Linked DNA regions of Mus musculus: all the other regions are linked to region 2. Evidence: chromatin contacts called from public targeted proximity ligation data. All regions are on one chromosome and are shown on one strand. The core of a region is the stretch at or near the end of the contact, and the rest is flanking DNA. Distances in the headings are between cores, read along the strand shown. Region 1 has its middle 15 kb from the start of Fgfbp3. Region 2 holds the start of 4931408D14Rik (RIKEN cDNA 4931408D14 gene). Region 3 has its middle 25 kb from the start of Gm41842.

Evidence for each region.
Region 1: a targeted proximity ligation map of embryonic stem cells shows a contact between it and region 2, with 4 times the contacts expected there. A contact is called at or near these places in 10 of 39 promoter capture datasets (the 3T3-L1 cell line, the C10 cell line, cranial neural crest and 6 more), 7 of 484 Hi-C or Micro-C datasets (the G1E-ER4 cell line, the N1E-115 cell line and embryonic stem cells), 11 of 130 datasets of targeted methods (the NIH/3T3 cell line, astrocytes, cardiomyocytes and 7 more) and 2 of 9 other capture datasets (embryonic stem cells and macrophages).
Region 3: a targeted proximity ligation map of pancreatic cancer cells shows a contact between it and region 2. A contact is called at or near these places in 2 of 39 promoter capture datasets (pre-B cells and stem cell-derived epiblast-like cells), 1 of 484 Hi-C or Micro-C datasets (embryonic stem cells), 3 of 130 datasets of targeted methods (the NIH/3T3 cell line, bone marrow-derived macrophages and pancreatic cancer cells) and 1 of 9 other capture datasets (embryonic stem cells).

Annotation. Positions count from the first base shown.
Region 1 is chr19:36,902,901-36,905,600 of GRCm38.p6, forward strand. No RefSeq gene overlaps it. Among named protein-coding and RNA genes, the nearest start is that of Fgfbp3, 15 kb to the right of the region's middle.
Region 2 is chr19:37,262,649-37,265,348 of GRCm38.p6, forward strand. 4931408D14Rik (RIKEN cDNA 4931408D14 gene) reads right to left here and starts at 1,447. Exons shown (of 3, transcript NR_040299.1): 1 at 1,206-1,447; 2 at 949-1,087.
Region 3 is chr19:37,520,335-37,523,034 of GRCm38.p6, forward strand. No RefSeq gene overlaps it. Among named protein-coding and RNA genes, the nearest start is that of Gm41842, 25 kb to the right of the region's middle.

The sequences.
Region 1 (2,700 bases), core at 196-2,695, 360 kb before region 2:
ATGCCTGCCAGCTATTTCATATTGTTGCTGTAAAATGCCTCCAAGTCATTGCCACAGAAATACAACTTGACTCAGAGCAGGGTCTCTGTTATGTTCTGTAAAAGGTTTGTTAATCTTAAGAAAGTCCACAAAGCTTTACGTAGGACCCATCAAGTTAAAGGTCAGTATGAACTGTTATGAGTCAGAGCTGACCACTAGGCAGCACTTCCTGCACCTGCGTATGAACTCATTGTGGGTTTGGTTTTTTTTTTTTTGTTGTTGTTTTTTTTTTTTTTTTTTTGAGGGGGGTTGTTTTTTTCCTTTATAAGCTGACAGAGAAAGATGTTCGTTGTCATAGCTTCAGCTCACGAAGTCTGAACTATGTTCCTGGTCTGATCAGTATTAGGGTGTGTGCTCAGTAAACCATCCCTGACTGAGACTGGCGTTCATGTAACCACATGCGGAGCAACTTATGGATCTCAACAATGTTCATGCTAGAAACCAAACAAACCTCTGTCCTCTGCAATAGCAACGAGTTTTCTTAATCATTGAGCCATCGCTCCAGCACCCACGTATAAGTTTTTGGAAGGAACTGTGCAGGGATGGAATTTCCCCCTCCCACCTGTTCCCCGGCTTCCAAAACCTTGACTCCTTAAGACTTCTCTGTCCAGGGTACCTACAGCATCCTGAACTCATCCTTCGGGAATACTGGGAATAAAGGTATTATGTGCTTTTCTTCAGGGTACTAGGCGGTCAGTCCCTAGTCACCCTTAAATCATTACAGACTCCCTGAGTATCACTGCTTGAAGTGACAGATTTGAGCTGTGTTTGGGCATTTCATTCTGCTCATCTTGCATGCTAATTTACTTTCTCTAGTTAAATGGATGGACTTAATCGAACTTTCTCTGTTATGATCGGATGCTAAAGGGAAGTTAGTCTAAAACCTCCTGATGGGTCAACTCCGAAGCCCTTAAAAGGAAACACTATTTTGTTTTACCAAATATCTCAGGGAATGTTGCCAGCGCAGGCTTATTAATAAAAAGGTCACAGAGCAGGCTCAGAGATTGGACCTCGGTTTTCTGGATTGTTCTTTTCATTTAGGTTGCCACAGATTAAAACCCGATTTCCTCATATATGTTTATATTTTGCAAAACATGACGTATAAAATTAAACAATGGCGACTCCTTTTTGTCCCGTAAACATGGACTTGATGAAAAGGCACACCACCTTTTGCAGCTGTGCCATGCTTTATTTCCAAAATGCAGACAAAGAAATTCACCAAACACCAGCGAGTTACATTTCGGAAGCTGTCAGAATGCGAGACGGGACGACCTGGCCTGCAGTACCACGGTAACTGTCCCCGATCTTGGCCCCACGTTTCTAATTGCAGCGACGCCCGTAGACTTCTTAATGTCCCTGCTTTGTAAGCCCACAGGGTCGCCTGAATGGCGGCGAAGGTAACGTGACCGTGCGGCGCCAGGGCGGCCGGGGAGGGGTGCGGGCTTGGCCAGTGGGAGGGTGGGACATGAAGAGGCGAAATCACCCCACTGGCATCAGACCACCCGACCCTTTGAGCGACGGAATGTGGGCCGAGCAGAGGCCCCTGGCCCACGATTAACCCTGTGCTCGCCGGGGCGGGGAGCGGGAGGGGAGTCAAGTTAGGGGGAAAAGGCGCTCCAGACACCTGACCCGCCCTGCTGGGACGAGTCGCGTTCGCCCTCCCTGGCTCGTGCATAGGACTTTATTGGTATATCTGTTTCTAGAGCCTCACTGTTTGGTCACCCTAATTCCATTTTCTAGAACCACAAGGTCTCACCGCAATTTAAATAATTTAGGAAACAGGAAATCGTGGAGCTGGGCTTCTCTCACTGGAAGATACGGCCCAACCTGGAGCCTAAAACGGCTGTCCTGTCGGGGGTGGGGGGTGGGGGCACATTTGTGATTCCGACCCTTGAGAAGCGGAGGCAGGAGGATTGTGATGCTAAAAAGATCACTGGGAAGTTTCCCCATCCAGAAGACTTTGAGAAACAGTTTCTCACAAAGTGAAAACAGATTGCGGGGTGGGGGTGGGGTGGAGAGATGGCCCAGTGCTCTTCCAGAGATCCTGAGTTCAATTCCCAGCAAATAGATGGTGGTTCACGACTATCTATAATGGGGTCTGATGCCCTTTTCTGGCACGCAAGTAGGTCACTCATACATAAGTCTTTTTTTTGTTTTTGGTTTTTTTTTTTTGTTTGTTTGTTTTTGGTTTTGTTTGTTTTTTTCGAGACAGGGTTCCTCTGTGCAGCCCTGGCTGTCCTGGAACTCACTTTGTAGACCAGGCTGGCCTCGAACTCAGAAATCTGCCTGCCTCTGCCTCCCGAGTGCTGAAATAAAGGCCTGAGCCACCACGCCATGACATCTGTCTCAAACCAGGTATGCCTGTAATCCTAGCACCCAGGAGGTCGAGGTAGGAGTAATAGTAAATAAGGGCCAGCCTCAGCTACACAGTGTGGTGGAGGCTATCCTGGACTATATAACACTTTATCTCAAACATGTGTGTGTGTGTGTGTGTGTGTAAGTACAGTGAATTGGAGGTTGGAGGCTATCCTGGACTACATGACACTTTGTGTCACACACACACACACACACACACACACACACATATGTATATTCATGTATATGTATGTACATATAATAAAATATTTCTTTCAAATTAAGTAAAAAAAATGAATAAATATA
Region 2 (2,700 bases), core at 197-2,696:
AGAAACAGAAGCACGAAACCTGATATATGTTAGCTTTTCAGCAAACACGAGAAAACCCAAATGAGTAGGCAGGCCTTGTGCCTCATCCTGTAATCCTATCACTGGGGAAGCTGAGGCAGGAGGATCACCTTGAATTCAAAACCAGTCTGGACTACATAGCAAGCTACTGCAGAGAAAGGTTAGAGACATGACTTAGGCTTAAGAAAACACACACTCTCTCACATACACATGTACACACATACACATACACATTCATTCATACAATATACTCATTCATATATATATATATATATATATATATATATATATATATATATATACACGCACATAGTTAAATATACACACTCACAATACACATAACACATTCATACACACTAACTCATATGTGTATATGTATAGTTACATATGCATACTCTCACATATTCATAACACAGTATACATTCATACTCATACATATATACACACTCATACACAAGCATTTACTCATATACTCACTCATATACACATACTCTTTTTTTATACACACATACACAATACACACTCATATACACAATTTAAATAATAAATATATTTATGAAATTGAAAGAGAGAGGTTAAGTCAGCAAGGTGTACCTGCAATTTTTTCCCCTGCTGAGTACTTAAAAGCTCTGAACAGCAGAATGGGGAGGGAGTCAGTCAGTCAATTGAGAATTCATGTCTGATCCCTAGCACACACACAAATCAGGCCTGGTAGCACACACTTGTAACCCCAGTGCGGGCAAGGCAAAGGCAGGACAGTCCCTAGGCTTTGGTGGCCAGCCAGCCTATCCTTCTTTGTGAGCACCGTTTCAAGAGCAAGATAGATAGCTCCTGGAAAATAATATCCAAGGACGACTTCTGCCGCCCTCCCTCGCCCCCCCCCAGCCCCCCCCCCCCACACACACACTGAAGGGATGAACAAGGACTCACTGCAAATAAGATTTACAGTGATACAGGTTACAATGCTCACTGCACGGGCAGACCATTGGAGATTTACTCTCCCAAGTGACGACTCAGCAAAGCTCTGGACTTCAGGGCCTCAGTCACCCCTGCAGGCAGCAAGGCTGTTCTGAAAAGAAGAGAATCCATAAGTGCCTAGGCGCCTAGCCACGCCCCATTCCCACAAACCCTTGTCTGCTCAGCATCCTGGATGGTAGCAGGTAATTTCGGTGTGGCTTTCAGGCTACCTTTACTGTTTCTGATTTCTTGTAGAAGTCCACATTGCAATTCCTTTCTGGGTGGCGGTTTGGTAACGTATCAGAATCCTTAACCGTGGTTGTTAGGCGCGAGGACCCACAGCTTCGTGGCTGTCCTGGGCTTCTCTGACCTCAGCTCCAGCTTCGAGGGACTCCGGGCTGACCCAGAGTTTGCCAGAGCTGCAGGAGGTGTTGGATCACTCAGAGAAGATGTTTGTGCAAAGCGAAAGTCTACTGAAAACTGCTCAACAAGGCACTGGACGCTATGGTCAAAGTGCACACGGTATTGCCAAACATCAAGAGTTTTGAAGAAGAGCCAACAACAGTTTTGAGCAATTTGGGTGAAGGAGGGCGTTCTTTCTGACTGGACATGTGACCCTTGCCCCTAGTTCCGGGCTGCTGTTCTGTGGATCCAACTCTTGTTTGTAAATCAGCCTCAGAGGCTGAAGATGTCTGTCTGCCTCCCAGAGGATGGGCGACTTCAGGGATAGGACTCAAAGAGAGCAAGCTCCGAGCTTCCAGGCACAGAGCCAGCTGGTGCAAGGAAAACGACCAGGGGCAAAAAGGAGCACCACACAAAACAAACGCAGTCTATTGTCCAAAAAGACCTACAGTCATTAATATGATCAAGCTGAACAGCAGGGAGTCAAAATAGCCAAGGGAACAGAAAACCATTTAACAAAAACACAAAAAAGGCTCAATCCATTAGCGCTCAATACTCCAGCAACGCACCAGACAGTAATCGACCTATCAGAGAGAAAATGCACAAAGCCAAGTGGAACCTAGCCAGTCCTAGCCGGTGCCGTTAGTCATCTGGATCTGTTGACATTTGAAGAACACTCATCCGACAAGTATGGGTGAACATCACTCTCAAATTCAGATAAAATATTCGCTGAGGTTACATTCCAGACTGAAAACCACACTTAAACAAGCTTAAAAACAAAAGCCCTAGAAAATAGGCGTCGGCATCTGGCATGATAACACTCACCTCTCATCCCAGCACTCAGGACTGTGAGCTAGAAGCTTGGCCTCTAGCAAGCCACTATCTGGAAGCAAACAAATGCATGATCTTGGAGTTGAGTGAAATTAAACTAAGAATAGTGGAAACATTGCCGGGAAACCTCTAAATATTTGACAAATGCACGCTATATTTCTAAACTGGTGACACATGCTGTTAGACCCAAATACTTGCCAGCAGAGGTAGGAGGATTTTTTTTTTTTTTGAGTCCACAAAGTCCAAGGTCATACTAGACTAGGCTTACCATCTTAGAATTGCAAAAAACAAAAGGCACATCACCACCCAAAACAAACCAAAATGAATTTATTTCTAAATGTCACATAGGTCAAAGATGTCTCAAGAGAAACCTGAATATTTTTTTTTTAAGATTTATTTATTTATTATATGTAAGTACACTGTAGCTGTCTTCAGACACTCCAGAAGAGGGCGTCAGATCTTGTTACAGATGGCTGTGAGCCACCATGTGGT
Region 3 (2,700 bases), core at 2-2,501, 260 kb after region 2:
GACAACTTTAAAACTTCACAAGAACATTTCTCTTTCATTTCACAGAAGCAAAACACATTACTTTCTGATTCATCTCTCTTAGTCAAGGAAGCAAGCTTCCACGTGTTTAGAGTTCCTGGATATTATAGTACTTTATTTATTGCTTGGAGAGTCTTAAGAAGAGGCTGGACTGAAAGACTATGAATTAACCCAGTGGTCCATATTACCTAAAAAGGAGAAAAGTTTAAAAACCCTGACCAGATGCTTTGAAGAAGGCAGATTATGAATATCTGGGTCAGAGACATCAATTCAGATACTAAAAAAGAAAAAAATTTGAGTTTTCTGTGAAGGAGTGAGGGAGGGAAAGAAAAAGACACACACACACACACACCACACACACACACACACCACACACACACACACACAGAGAGAGAGAGAGAGAGAGAGAGAGAGAGAGAGAGAGAGAGAGAGAGAGAGAGGAGACAGAATCCCCATCTTGGGTATACAGGCAATCCGGAAGGCTCAGCCTTGTTACCCACTGAACTTCCAGGATACTGGGCTCGAGAGCAAAGCCACACTGTGGGCTGCAGAGCGCTGACGTCCTGTTCTCCACAGGTAATGAGGATATTCTGGCTGGCCTGGCACTTAGCCATGCCAGGAAGCCCGCTGGAATCTTGACTTTGTGGATTAAGAAATGGCAGGAAGTTTACCAACGTCCGGAGTTCAGGAGCACAGCTTTGCCCTCAGGTCAGCAGTGGGAAGTCTTGGATGAAGGCTAACATGCTTATTTTTGCATAAACTTTGAACTCACTCTGATAGGCTATCGGTAAGTGGGTAGATTTGGTATGGGGAGGGATGGTTCGGGGGACACTAACAGACTTGCAACTTCAGAACCGCACGTTCATTGACTCAGCTCTAATGTCGCAGTCACCCACGGATACTCCTAGCCCGAGTCACCCCCTTGGCCTCGTGACCCTACTCATTTTGTTGGACTAGACGGAGCCTTTGTTCAAGTAGACTTTCTCTACCCTAGTCCCACAGCCGAACAAAGCTGGAACATGGCACAAAGCCAAGCTGGGCCTGGCTTTGTTCGATTTTGTTGTTCTTTTGTTCTTTCTCTGTGTCTCTGTCTCTATCTCTGTCTCTCTCCTTTCTGTCATGGACAGGGTCTCCTGTCGGTGAGGTCAGCTTCAAACTCTATGCTCTCCTGCCTCCATCTCCCAAATGCAGGGCTTCTGGGCAAGCGCTGGACATCTGGTCTCATTCTGGATCCCTTATCTCTATGGCCCTTCTGGCTTCTCAGCTCTTGCCTTGTATATTTCTCTAGGCCCTTATCTGTTGTTCTGTTGTGAGTGGATTATTTTATACCTTTATTTTTCTTCTCTTCCCACCTCATTGTTACAAGGACCTTGCTTCCTGTCTACTGAGAAAATAAAGTCAGCAGAAGGAAACTTCCATAGGTTTCCACAACCTTATAGATCCACTGACCAACATTTGGGTTCATAGACTATATTCTCTCTCTCTCTCTCTCTCTCTCTCTCTCTCTCTCTCTCTCTCTCTCTCCCTCCTTATTTTGTCTCCTTTAACTCCCCTCATCTACAGAAACTGCTCTTGTAAGACAGCCACTGCAGTGGAGTTTTTCATCTTGAGGTAACCTGAGATTTGAACCCACCCTTAGGATAGGAAGTAGAAGGATAGGCGTAGCCTGGTTGTCTAGTGACTTGGGGGGGGGGGCAGACAAGACCTAGCCTGCATTAGTCACATCTAGAAGTGTTTGTGAGTTTTCAATTAACAATATAATTTGTACTGAATAGAAAATTTGGTATAAAAGTAATGAGACTAAACGTATAGGTGTTCACTAAAGAGAAAGTTCATTACACCCAGGTTCTGAGGATGAAAACATTGTTACTATGCTCAGTTTCATTTACTGAGATGACATCATCACCATCATCATCATCATCACCATCATCACCACCATCATCATCACCATCACCACCACCATGATCATCACCATCACCACCAGACACATTTCTGTGCAACACAAACTTCAGATCTCTACAAAGGCCATTACTACTCTACTGCGAGAGCAAAAGAACCAGAAGGTTTTCTGAGGAATCAGAATTTGGCCAACGTGATATTGACCTATATTTGGACTTTTAGACTTATTTTTTTTTTAAATTGTTTGTATGCATGAGTGTTTGTGTGGAGGGTTGTGCACATGAGTGCAGGTGCTCCCAGAAGCCAGAAGAGGACACTGGATCCCCTGGAGCTGGAAATAAGAGGCTACTCTGAGCTGCAGGATTGAATTTAAGGGTTCTCTCTCTACACAAGCGGTAGATGCTCTTAGCTGATGAGCCATTTCTCAGCCCTGAAACACAGTCTTTTTTTTTTTTTTTTTTTTTTTTTGATACAGAGTTTCTCTGTATAGCCCTGGCTGTTCCTGGAACTCACTTTGTAGACCAAGCTGGCCTCAAACTCAGAAATCCTCCTGCCTCTGCCTCCTGAAACACAGTCTTAAACCTTAAATTTCACTTCCACCTCCAAGGCTATTTATTAACTGTAAGCCTAGTTATAAAGAGAGACTAGTTATAGGTGTGGAGAGATAGTTCCAAGATCTTTGTTCTGTGAAATTCAGGTCAGGGCATGTGGACACGGCTCACCTTTAAGATGACTTCTGATTGGTGGAAAGATCATGTTGCTTCAAATGCTGCCACTCACACT